Linked DNA regions of Mus musculus: regions 2, 3 and 4 are each linked to region 1. A link is a contact called in public Hi-C and Micro-C data. All regions are on one chromosome and are shown on one strand. Each heading gives the region's core, a stretch centred on a gene start, on an enhancer-like site or on the middle of the called end of the contact. The rest is flanking DNA. Distances are from core to core; before and after follow the strand shown. Region 1 overlaps Glis1 (GLIS family zinc finger 1). Region 2 holds the start of 1700047F07Rik (a long non-coding RNA gene). Region 3 overlaps Glis1 (GLIS family zinc finger 1). Region 4 overlaps Glis1 (GLIS family zinc finger 1).

The links. Hi-C and Micro-C count contacts between places; a contact is called where the count stands out from the background.
Region 2: a contact with region 1 is called in a Micro-C map of embryonic fibroblasts, with 4 times the contacts expected there. The contact joins the promoter of 1700047F07Rik here to the enhancer-like site in region 1. A contact is called at or near these places in 8 of 39 promoter capture datasets (cranial neural crest, embryonic stem cells, hippocampal neurons and 1 more), 3 of 484 Hi-C or Micro-C datasets (embryonic fibroblasts and embryonic stem cells), 15 of 115 datasets of contacts at active chromatin or transcription factors (the NIH/3T3 cell line, bone marrow-derived macrophages, craniofacial prominence and 9 more) and 4 of 9 other capture datasets (adipose tissue, liver, macrophages and 1 more).
Region 3: a contact with region 1 is called in a Hi-C map of embryonic fibroblasts, with 4 times the contacts expected there. The contact joins two enhancer-like sites. A contact is called at or near these places in 1 of 15 datasets of contacts at CTCF or cohesin (the NIH/3T3 cell line), 7 of 484 Hi-C or Micro-C datasets (the N1E-115 cell line, bone marrow-derived macrophages, embryonic fibroblasts and 3 more), 4 of 115 datasets of contacts at active chromatin or transcription factors (the NIH/3T3 cell line, embryonic fibroblasts, embryonic limb bud and 1 more) and 1 of 9 other capture datasets (embryonic stem cells).
Region 4: a contact with region 1 is called in a Hi-C map of the N1E-115 cell line, with 4 times the contacts expected there. The contact joins two enhancer-like sites. A contact is called at or near these places in 1 of 484 Hi-C or Micro-C datasets (the N1E-115 cell line), 1 of 115 datasets of contacts at active chromatin or transcription factors (vascular smooth muscle cells) and 1 of 9 other capture datasets (pancreatic islet).

Annotation. Positions count from the first base shown.
Region 1 is chr4:107,452,368-107,455,285 of GRCm38.p6, forward strand. All of the region lies in intron 2 of Glis1 (GLIS family zinc finger 1), which reads left to right. Among named protein-coding and RNA genes, the nearest start is that of Gm46866, 19 kb to the left of the region's middle. Within about 2 kb of position 1,399, at least 175 of the 459 cell types and tissues checked have an H3K27ac peak or open chromatin away from gene starts, as enhancers often do. A contact at or near this core is called in the N1E-115 cell line, the NIH/3T3 cell line, craniofacial prominence and 4 more, where this site is marked.
Region 2 is chr4:107,688,138-107,691,055 of GRCm38.p6, forward strand. 1700047F07Rik (a long non-coding RNA gene) reads left to right here and starts at 1,463. Exons shown (of 4, transcript XR_867984.2): 1 at 1,463-1,601. It also overlaps a transcript of Dmrtb1 not described here and the pseudogene Gm12899.
Region 3 is chr4:107,605,775-107,608,692 of GRCm38.p6, forward strand. All of the region lies in intron 4 of Glis1 (GLIS family zinc finger 1), which reads left to right. Among named protein-coding and RNA genes, the nearest start is that of 4930552P06Rik, 9.9 kb to the left of the region's middle. Within about 2 kb of position 1,482, at least 29 of the 459 cell types and tissues checked have an H3K27ac peak or open chromatin away from gene starts, as enhancers often do. A contact at or near this core is called in embryonic fibroblasts, where this site is marked.
Region 4 is chr4:107,584,869-107,587,786 of GRCm38.p6, forward strand. All of the region lies in intron 4 of Glis1 (GLIS family zinc finger 1), which reads left to right. Among named protein-coding and RNA genes, the nearest start is that of 4930552P06Rik, 11 kb to the right of the region's middle. Within about 2 kb of position 1,508, at least 1 of the 459 cell types and tissues checked has an H3K27ac peak or open chromatin away from gene starts, as enhancers often do. A contact at or near this core is called in the N1E-115 cell line, where this site is marked.

The DNA.
Region 1 (2,918 bases), core at 149-2,648:
TAGTTAGAACCGACTGAGTGTGTCACACAGTGCCAAGGAAGCGACCCCAAATGACCCAGTCTCAGTGAGTGAGCTCAGGGCTGCAGGCATCGTCAAGGCCTGGCTTTTCTGCCTTTGTGCGGTCGGTCACTCCTTATCCCCAGCCCCAGCATCCTGTCCTCACAGACACCTCTCTTCTCTCACAGGCTCGCTGAAGGTCCCAGTCAGCACGCAGACATGTTAGGAACTGGCTGCTCCTTGTCGAGGTCCACTTACTGCCCACCGCCCCCTCTCCCCACCCTGGCCTGTCTATGCGGCTGAACCTAGCTGCACTAATCTCATTAGACCTAATGTCTAGGAAAGGCCCACTTAGGGTCACCAGGCAGCTTCCCAACCCTTTCTCACCGCTCAGGACCAGCAGCTCTTCTGAGTTCAGTTCTGACCCTAGGCACACACAGTTCTGTGTCTCCACCTTCTGGCTTGTGCGGCCCTGACACCTCTGTCCTGTCCTTACAGGATCTCCCTGCTGTGGCTGCCCGGGCTTCTCTGTGCTCCGTTCTGTTTCTAGCTTCAGGGATAGGTTGCTCTTACATTGTGATAGCACAGCATCTGTCTGTTTGGATTCCCGTGGCTGTGTTCTCCCCTGCTCTGCTGGCCTGCAAGGCAGACCTGAAGTCCATCTCTGTTGTCTGTCTTACTCTTCCTCTCTTGCCGCCCCTGTGCTGACATGGCCCTGCAGTTCCATGAGTCAGTTGGAGAGTCTGGCCTCTTGGCAGGACCTTTATGCGGCCTCCTCTGCTGCGTGCGCCTTCAGCTCCCCTTCCCACGGCTGACTCAGGCTTGTGTGTGTCACTTACTGGTGAGCCCCCCGCCCCCGCCCCCCGCCACACAGTCCTTTCCTATTTGCTTCATTGGCTTTCCACCACAGCCCTTGTCATGACTCAGTAGCTTGGTAGCTTGCTCATCCTTTACTCTCAGCGACGAGAACGCCACAAGCAGTTAGCCCTCGCAGGGCCCAGGGCAGAGTCTGCAGGAGTTGGCTATGGTCATCAGGTGGGTGGAGCCCAATGACAGCCCTCTGTTCCTCTTGGCTGTGACGGTGTTGTATGTCCATCTCTCTCCATCTCTACTGTCTCAGGCCAAGGCCATCATGTGTGAGGCTCGGCCACTGCTGCTAGGAATAGATGCATTTCTGATTAATCTTGTGTGTGCCTTAGTTAGCGTGGTGTAGGGGAAGGCTCTGGGGATAGCAGAGAGGGCAGAGCCAGACCTTCATGACCCTGGATTTTGATTCTTTTGAGGACTGGGGTGCTGTGTAAATACTATTGTGCTAATCTGTGTCTGTACTCCAGTGAGGCCTGGGCTACTACATACTGGGTAAGGAAGGACTTTTAGAGACACAGCTGTGAGCATAACCCGTGCTTCCCTTTGTGTGCAGCGCCCCTGGTGGAGATCCTAGGTGTTGCACCCAACGGTGCTCTCCTGTTCATAGAATTAGTGAACCTGCTTCCACCCAACCCCCACCCCATCTTGCTGCTGAAGAAGCTGGCTTCCTGAATGTCTTGCTGGCAGTGTTTGGCTGTTGTTTTTAGGCACAGCTCAGTCTCCTACCAGCTTCAGACCTTGTTTGTCTTCAGAGTGACAACAATAAAAAATCCAAATTGCTGTTTCCAGTCTATATTTTCTCACTAAGTAAATTTTTTTTTTTTTTGCATCTCTGAGAATTTTATGCAATACATTGGAGTCAAACCTCCTCTCAATCTCTACATATTCAGCTTTGTGTCCTAAAACAAAACAAAGCACCTATCCAGTTTAGTATACTCTTGGATGTCTGGTCACCCACTGGAGGGAGGGTGACCTACCAGGGGGCACAGTATTAAGGAAGTAGCTAGGCATCCTTGGCTAGGCATGGGGCTTCCTGCCTACCTTCCTTCTTCAGGCTGGATTTTTGTCTGGCTTCAGATTGTACAGGCCTTGTACATACAGCTGTTGAGGTCACATGTGTGGCTGTCCAACTGTGCCTGGAAACACTGCAGTCGTTCACCTCCCATCCCACGGTGACCCCTGAGCCTTTGGAGGACGGGTGTGATGTGGCTGTCCTGTTGAAGTCTGGATATTCTGTCGTCTCATTCTCTCCGTATCTCATTTGTCCTGAGTCGCTGTGTTAACCACTGTCTATGGAATGGAGACAGTTCTCTGAGGGGGACTGGAGGATGCACTAGTCTACTACAGGCATAAGGATAAGTCGTTGGAAGTCACTGTGACACTCTGGCTGTCTAGTAGGATGATAGTTGTAGGTTCTGCTCTGGAACCTAGGAGCTGTTTTGTCACAGGCCCTTGGTCCCAATAATGTTACCAGACATTGGTTTCTCTCCTTGTGGGGGGAGCTGTAAGTCCATCCAGAGAGTGGTTGGTTACTCCCTTGGTGTCCTTGCCACTATTGCTAGGCTGGCGGTCATTGTAGCTCTCAGGCTTCACAGCTGGGTAACTGTGACTTTGATGGTGACTTTTCTCCCCAGTGGCGTGCACAGCACCACCCAGCATCTCCCTGCACCATGAGACCAGCTTGGGTTCTCCATGTTTCATGATTTGGGTGTGTAGTGTCACAGCCGTGGGGTTTTACCCCTCAGTAATTTTTACCTTGATTAGATCTTAAACTGTGGGCTCACATTACTAAATGTGGGGGGTTACAAAAGACGGCAGTAGTAAGAGTTTCCTGAACATACAAATGACCAAAAATTAGTGCAGAATCTAACATGTAATGAGTCTGAGGTGTTTGGGTGGCACACACCTGTGCTGCCTTGCTGCTAAGCTCATAGCACATGTATTGGCACCGCTGCAACACCAGCGGATGCTGCCCGAGACACCTCAACTCAGATTTGAGACGGTTGTATGTTATAAAATGCGGAGTTTTGCTATGCGTGTAGTTTTGTTTTTGT
Region 2 (2,918 bases), core at 213-2,712, 240 kb after region 1:
CAGCAAACTACAGCAAGTTACAGCCTTCAGAGCCCCAGGTGACACGGCCCAGAAAGCCAGATGGAGTGTCCTTTGAAGAAGGTGACATTATCTACATTACTGACTCAAGCGTTATCAACTGATGGAAGGGCGGCAGGACTCAGCTAATTCCAAGCAGGGATGTGACCGAGCAGGCAGGATCCACTGACCACCAGCTGCACTGGGCAGCCTGAGCCAGAGGGGTGTTTGGCTAACCCAGCGGGTGTTAATGGCTTAGACAGAGCTGGAAGCACGGCTTTGTCTGGACTTGCCCTGGTCATCGCTAAGACAGAGTGAAAGTCCCGTTTACAAAGCCAAGCAGTGAGCAAAACAGACAGACGGGAGACAAGCAGTGAGCAGAACAGACAGACAGGAGACAAGGCTTTCATGCTGATGCCCACGACGGTTGCTCCTGGGAAAGGCAAGAACGGTCTTAAGAAATAACAGGAAAAAGCTGGTCCTGACCGTGGCCGTTGATGCTGCCTGCACATTGCTCTGGAAAGAGACAGGAGACAGAGTTGATTCAAACACTATGCAGTGCCCAGGACTACTTTTTAATTTTTAAAAAATGTGTGTGTGTGTATGTCTTTGTGTATGAACACGTGTGTGTGTGTGTGTGTGTGTGTGTGTGTGTGTGTGTGTGTGTGTAAGCTAATAGATACTGGATATCTTCCTCAATTACTAACCATCTTATTTTTTTTGAGACAGAGTCTCTCGATGAACCAGGAGCTAAGTGATTCAGCCAGACTAAATGGCCAGGAAGCAACAGGAATGAATATATATATATATATATATATATATATATATATATATATATATATGTATATATATATATATATATGTGTATTCCTGTTGAAGAATATTTGATCACATTGTGAACCCTGAGATTGTTATTTACTGAAAAAAAAATGTTTCTAGTTATGAAGTAGGTAGCCCTTAGCACACACCTTTAATCTCTCTGGCTGGAATACAGACACACCTTTAGCACACATCTTTAATCCCAAACAATGAAGGTCAGGTTAGTTTGTAGAAGGAAGCAGCCGTGTTTGAAAGTGATGTCTAATTGAGTGGCAGACAAAGTGGTGAACCAGAGAAAGGTATGAGAGAATAGGATACGCCCAACTCTCATGAGAAGAGAGAGGTAAGAGAAGCTGTTTAAGAGAGAGGAGTTTTAGAGAGAGAGGAAAGGAAGGAGGCAATTTTACTGGGGAGTTTTACAGAGACAGGCTGCAGAGAGAACAAGCTAGACATAGGTGAAGTCAGAATGAGCCATAGAATGAGAAGGAGCCAGAAGATTAGAACAGATTGCCTAAGTTAGTATGAGACCAAGCAAAGGAATTCAGGAGAGACAGAGATAGAGACAGGCAGAGAGAGAAACACACACACAGAGAAAACAGATTGAAACAGTCAAAGCTCAGGAAAAAAAAAAACCAACCTAGAAAGTGTGAGCTTATTCAGCAGCGAGTCTCAGAGGCTGAAAATATTCTAGACCTAGATAAGATTGTACAGAGGCTAGAAGCTTCCAGGACTAGCGTAGGTTAGCAGACAGAGGCAGCAAGCCTCGGAGACAACGATCACCTCAGGTGAGTAGAAGTTACTTTTATATCTTTCTCTTTGTCTCCTGAGCCCTGGTGTCACCGGCATGTGCCCTTGGTTTTACGCAGGTGCTGAGCATCTAAGCTCAGGTCTCTGTGTTTACATGGCAACCGCTTCACATGGCAACCGCTTCACTGAATGATCCACCTTCCCATCCCACCCCAGCAAGACTGTCCTGATGGAGAAGGTTGGATCCATTCCTTTCTGGAGATGCTGTGGGATCTGATTTCTTTTGCTTCAGCCATCCCAAAACCTTGTTTCCCACTGCAAGATCTGTGATAAAGTAATCTATGTGAGCATGGCAGCATCACACTGCGACTCCATGGGACATGTGAATGAATAGCACTCACTCTTAGTTTGCCAGAAGTGACAGGATGATTTTCTGTATAAAATAATTCCTGTTCACCAGAATAGATTGAAATGAAATTGTTTCTATTTGTCAAACTATAGAAATTTGAAGAATTCTTGTTCCTGTTTAAAAACATAAAAAAAAAATTTTTTTTTCTTAAAGTTCCCTACATCAAAGATTGGGATGTTTTGAATGGGTTTTTCAAGAGAGGAAATACTTGTTATAATAATAAACCAAAGTACTTAACAGAAAATTGTTAGTTATCCTGACAAAAAAATAAAGATTTTAAGAGTCTTTTGAATATCATAGTCTCAATAAGGGTTTTCAAATTTTCTGGGTGAAATTCTAGGTGCAGTGGGTGCTTGTCTAGTACATGTGAGATCCTAGGCCTAGTTCCCAGCACCAGAAAGGAGAAGACATGTTATATATACTTTATTTATAGTATTTTTATTGTGTTACATACATATTAAAGTCATTGAGTTGTTTGTTGTGGCAGATGCATGAGGGTTGCTGCAAGTCTGAGGCCAGCCTAGTCTACAGAGGCCAGCCTAATCTACATAGCATGTTCCATGCTACCCAGACCCTGACTCAAACCCCCCCCACACACACACACATACACACACACACAAAGTCTGGAGCATAAATTGCATCATTCCACAGCTTAGCAATACCACAGACTGAAAGGCTAGACTTTGCATTATCAAATTTAAGTTTGAACATCAGGTACCGGTGGACCATCAGGCCTGAGGCAATGTTTATTCAGATTCTACATCTGACCACTCAAGCTCTCTTCATGTCCTCATTAATAATTGAAGAGAAATGCTAGTCAACGTGAGTTCTTTTTGAGTTAACATATTTTAGTCTTGTTAAATACAAAATGCTTCTGTGTTCACTTCACAGCTGGAAGGGCAAAAGATACCCATGGCAATAGGAATTTGCATAGTGCTTGGGAAAT
Region 3 (2,918 bases), core at 232-2,731, 150 kb after region 1:
GGGTACCCAGGTCACAGCTGAGCGGCTCAGTGCAGAGGCATCTTTCTCTTTTTGTCCTCCTCTGTGTTTGAAGCCAAAGCTTAAGTTTTAATTTCACATTATTCCTGACATAATGCTAATGAGTTCCAGCCGTCCCCTGAGTTGGGGTAGTGAGGCTCTGTTGAGCCAGGCAGCTGGGCAGCTGGCTTCTCAGAAAGTACTTCATGTCTCCGGAGCGCAGAGGAGCGTGGTGCAGCGGGCGCTTCCTCTCAGGGGCTTGCTTATCACATAGACACACTTCTTTGGTTTTCATTGCTGGTGCTCCGGCGTGGTGACAGCCTTGTGTATCTCTCTGGCCCGAGAGAGGAAGCACCCATGAGATAGTGGAAAACCCAGGCCTTTATAGTGCCCCAGCCTGGGCTGGACTATACTGCTAGAGAATTGTGGTTTTAGGAGTGCTCGATATGGCCGTGACCACATTTTCTGGTGAGTTAGTAACTGTTCTTACTCTAGTCATTTCTTTACTGTGGTCGGTGTTTCCTCAATCCCTGTAACACTTTGTTTTTGATTCAGTACAGAGTAAGCACCCTAGTGTTGGGCGTCCGTGGATGTCTCATCTAAGAAGAGTAGTACTGTGGCCCCTCCATCTAGGGGAGTGTGAGATCAGCCAAGCAGGCATAGACAGGGCTGCTGAGCCTGATTGTGGGTGCTGTTGGTGCCTGTGATGTCTTCCTTCTTGTCTGTGTTTCTCCGTGTTACTTATATCAGAGCTCATTCTGAAGCCCACAGCTAGAATGTGAGGAGAATACGTTTAACTTTTAAGTTTGCCGCAGCATGGGCGTCTGTGCCAGGAGCCCACCTCCAGAAACTCACAGAACAGCACCTAGCCGTCTCCACATCCTCCCACAGAACAGCACCTAGCCGTCTCCTCATCCTCCCAGTTCTGGGACATGCAGTCTTATATGTAGAATTGAAGGACCCTCAGTCTCTTAACACTGACACCGGCTAAGCCATGCTGTCCCATTTCTGGTCGATGTCTACTTGTCCCCTGTCTGTCTGATCAAGTCTGTCCTGGTTGCAAAAATCTGTCTTCCCAACTGGTAGGGAACAGACTTGCTTGAGACATGCAGAAACTACCAAAAGGCCAGTTGGGCTAGATAGAGTCCTATCAGCACCCCTAGGGTTTGGCCTCCCCACTAAGGAGATCCTCCCTTTGTCCTGGCCAGAGCACTGTTTGGGAGCTGGGAGTTTTGGGGGACTTTGCTCTTTCCCCCTCATGCTCGCTCCTGGACTAACTTGGGAAACTGTCACTGGACAAACTACCTCCCCACTCTGCCCTGGAATCTGGCTATAGATGAGGAAGGGGAAGGGCTTCCTCGGGTCATATTTGCTCCTTGTTTTTATTTAGTCTTTAACAGTATTTACACACACAGGGAACCACCCTGGACACTCTTGTGTGGGTTAATGGCAGAAGCATCATTTGAATATTAACTACATGACTCATACATACAGGCTGCAGAGTTCTTTCCACTTGGTCCTGAGCTTGCTCAGAAGTCATCTCCACTCTGTCGCCTTTAAGTACTTACAGTTCTCTCTGTTCCACACACACCCACTCTACAGATGAGAACTGAGTGAGACCTAGTGGGGAAAGGCACTTCCCAGGGGACCTGGCCTAGTGACGGGCTTCTGTATGGTAACAGGGTGTCACTGTGGACACTGGAGAATGGGCCATATGCAGAACCATTGACAGCAGATCCCTCTTGACTACTGTGAGCCTCCCTAAGAAGAGGCTACCCCTTAGAGATACCTGGGGTCTAAAGAAAGGATACACTTGGGAGTACAGGAATATATATAGCCTTGGGACCCAGTGGGTGTCTGGATGCTGGTGTGTCATCGGGGAAGCATTGTCTCTAGGAGGCATGGCTTTCTTCCAGAGCACATGTACTGGCTATTCTGAGGCTACCCTTATTCCACACGTGTGTCAGTTTCTGCGTGTGTTGTGTTGCACACAGGCTACATGTCAGTGAGTGTCTCTAGAGCTGGTAGAATTGGCGTGTTTGTGTAGGTGGTAGTATCTGAGGCTTGTGTATCTTTGGGTATATGTACAATCGTGTGTGTGCTGTACTGAATGTCATGAGTTGTAGGGTGTCTCTGTGTGTGTGGGGGGGTGTAGAATATGTATGCAGGGCTTATGTATAAGAGAGCATATCTAGGTCTTGGTGTGTATGTAGGAGTGTGCTGGTGTCCTGGGTCTGTCTTTGACATACTGCTGGGTTGAGAGGAAAAGAGTCCCTTTTAGGGTACATATGTATGTGTGTCTGTGATTCTAGGTCTCTGTCTGGTGGCCTGGTGTGCATGTGTCAGAGAAAAAGCTATTCCCCTGCCTCCCCTCTCTCGAAACCCTGGCCCCAGCCAAGCTGCTCTGTATACCCCTGAAAGGCAGGGCATCTTAGTCCTTGCTGGCTGACAAACAAGTCTCTAGGCTTCTCTCAACTACTAGGAATAGAAACCTGTTTCGTTTGTGGACAAGGCTTTGGGCCCAAGGTGAGCCTGCCCCAGAGTGGTCAGTGTGGTCCTGGTAAGGAAAGGTTCAGGCACCACATCCTCAGAACCGTCTTCCCGGGTCAGGCATGACTCCTTTGTCCCTTCTCCCCTGCTGTGCTCTGTGCCTGCCACTACCACAGTCTGTCAGCTTCCCTGGGTGGTATCAAGGGCTCCTGGTACCTGGGTTAGCAAGAGGAGATTGCCACACTGGCCTGCCGGGCATGAGAATGTGCCTCGCGGTGCAAAGCTTGGCACAGGGGCGAACCTCAACCTCACCCTTATTGAGCTCAAGGACTCTCACCTGCTCTGGGCCCCAGTCTCTACCTTTAATGGAGTCAGGCGCTCTGTCTACCTAATGGGATTGAGGAGATGGTATTTAGGGAGTTTGGTCTGGT
Region 4 (2,918 bases), core at 258-2,757, 130 kb after region 1:
TCTTCGTCAGTTGCTTTTATTTGTTGTTTTCCTCCCGTAGATCGCACGCACGGGAATGCTCCTTCCCTTACGACAGTGTCACTGGCTGATAAACTTTTGTTAAAGTTGAGAAATTATAAATTGAATCTTACTAGTTTGGGGACTTTCTCTAGGCTTATGCCCAACTGCTTCATTTTTAAGGAGTGTCGGGTTTTAAATTTCAGAATTCATTGTTCATTCCTAGTGTCTAGGAACATATAGCTTTTTGTACATTAACCTTGTATCTTACAATTGCTGTGATTTGCTTATGCCAGCAGTTGTGTTTTGTTTCTAGTTTTTACACACACTTCCGTGTCAGCTGTGAATGGCCTCACTTCTTCCCCAGTCTGGGTACATTTTCTTTCCTTTCCTTGTCTTGTTATCCAAGGCTTCAGTACAGTGTTAAGAGGGATGTCTAGAGCCTCAATCCAGGACATTCTTTTTATTCCTTATTTTTCTTAAGAACATTGAGTGGCATCAACTCTTAGACTGATTAGTACACATCCAGAATATTTACATATATAGTATGTGTATTGCTTAATTTTCAAATGTGGAATTAAAGTTGCAGACTTTGCTGTTAACCCTAAGAGCAAAGCCACTGGGTTATAATGTGCTGTCCCTTCTACAGTCACCACTAGTGATGTCACCACGAGTGATGTCTGCTGTGTTCTGATTTCTCACACATGGCTCCTCTGTTCTGATATCAGGGTTTTAAGTGGTCTTGCAGAATGAGTTGAGGGGTATATCTTTTATATTACTGGAAGCATTTATGTAAGACTAGAATGACACTGTCTTTGGACATTTGTTAAAACTTGCCTATAAAACTGTCTTCATTTGATGTTATCTTTGTGATATTTTAAGCTACTGCTTCAATTACGTTAATTGGCATGGAACCATTAAGACCTCTATTTCCTTTGAAGTCATTTCCCGCCTTCAGGAATTTGTTGATTTTGTGTATGTTTTCAAATTCATGGCCATGAATCAGTCACATCTTGCTTTTTCGTCTTGGGTTTTGTTTTGTGGTACTGAGTACTGAACCTAGGGCTTTGCACGTGCTGGACAAGTAGTTTCCCATTGAGCTATAACCCCAGCCCTTTCTTGCCTTCTATTTTGAAACAAGTTCTCTCTAGGTTGCCCAAGCTGGCTCAATTTAGCACCCACCTGACTCAGCCTCCTGAGTAGCTGGGATGACAGGCATTGCCAGGTTTCAATCAGTGTTCTCCTCCTCCTCCTCCTCCTCCTCCTCCTCCTCCTCCTCCTCCTGCTCCTCCTCCTCCTTCGTGTGTGTGTGTGTGTGTGTGTGTGTGTGTGTGTGTGTGTGTGTCCCATATGTGTGTGTACTATGTGGCCAGAAAAGGGCATTGGATCCCCTAGAGTTGGAGTCACAGACGGTTGTGAGCCACCTCTCCAGCTCCGGCTCTTACCGTTGAAACCTCTGCTGGATTTGTAATGACAGTGCTCTCCTTGCTAGCATTGTTCATGTGCGTGCCTTCTCCCTGTCTTCTTGCTCCTTTCCCAGAGGTTTCTCTCACTTCCTGGTCTTTTCAAGAACGAGTTCCTGACTTCTTTGTCTCTGTTGTCTCTGTTTAGACCACATGAGCTTTTGCATTTATCTTTATTATCTCCTTCCTTTCCTGTCTACAGTGAGTCTCCTAGGACTTCAGTTCCAGCTTCCTTCTTCTCCTGGTGGAACAGTCCTGTACAGCGCACCCCTCCCCTCTGGCACCCCCGTCCCTGTCCTCAGAACCCTGGTGCGGCTCTGGCCTCACTGCTCAGCCCCAGATGAATATCACTGTACTCGTTCTGATACTTTGGCTGAGGCAGGAAGTCTTTCATTTTCCAAACATAGGGACATTTCCCCCCTTTTATTGCCTTCTAATTAAATTCCACTATAATTGAAGAGCATTATTTACACGGTCTGACCCTTAGACCTAATATATGGCAGGTTTTTGTAAATGTTGCTGTGTGCTTGAGGGAAAATGTGCACACTTGGTTTTTATTCCATAGAAAGTCTTCTCGTAGTGTCCAAATTGGCAACTTTATTCACTTCTTTTTGCTTAACATATTAGAAATGGAAAGAAGCGTGCTCTCTTCCCCCGTGGTGGTAACCTGCGTTTCCATCCGTGTGGCTGGCTTTCATTGCTGCACCGTTTGGCCTCTAGAAGTATAAAGCTTTTTATCATTAGAAAACGGATCTAGTAAAGTTTTTTTCCCCCTGCAAGCTCTACAGGGTCAGATACTATCGTGGCTGCACCAGCCTGTGGATGGTGTGTGCCTGGGACATCTTTGCTACCCTTTCACTTTATCCGTTTTACATTCTTGGCTTTTAGGTACGATCAGTGGAATTGGCAGGTGGGGATTATTTCATTGTGTTGTTCTTTAGTCAGGTCTCTTTCAATTAGCGTGTGGCCTTTTCAGTGCTGTGGTGACCAATGCATTTGGGCATGTTTCCCTTTTTATTGTTGGTAGTTGTTGTTTAAGGCTGGGCAAGAAGTCAGCAATCCTCTGCCTCAAACTCCCAAATGCTGAGATTACAGGACTGCACCACCACAGCTGGGTCCATGTTTCTGATTTTTTTTTAAGATTTTATTTATTTATTATATATAAGTACACTGTAGCTGTCTTCAGACGCGCCAGAAGAGGGCGTCAGATCTCATTACGGGTGGTTGTGAGCCACCGTGTGGTTGCTGGGATTTGAACTCAGGACCTTCGGAAGAACAGTCAGTGCTCTTACCCGCTGAGCCACCTCACCAGCCCCTGTTTTTTTGTTTTTTGTTTTTTAAAGATTTATTTTTGTATATGAGTACCCTGTCACTCTCTTCTGACACACCAGAAGAAGGCACCAGATCATGTTACAAATTATTGTGAGCTACCTGTATGTGGTTGCTGGGAATTGAACT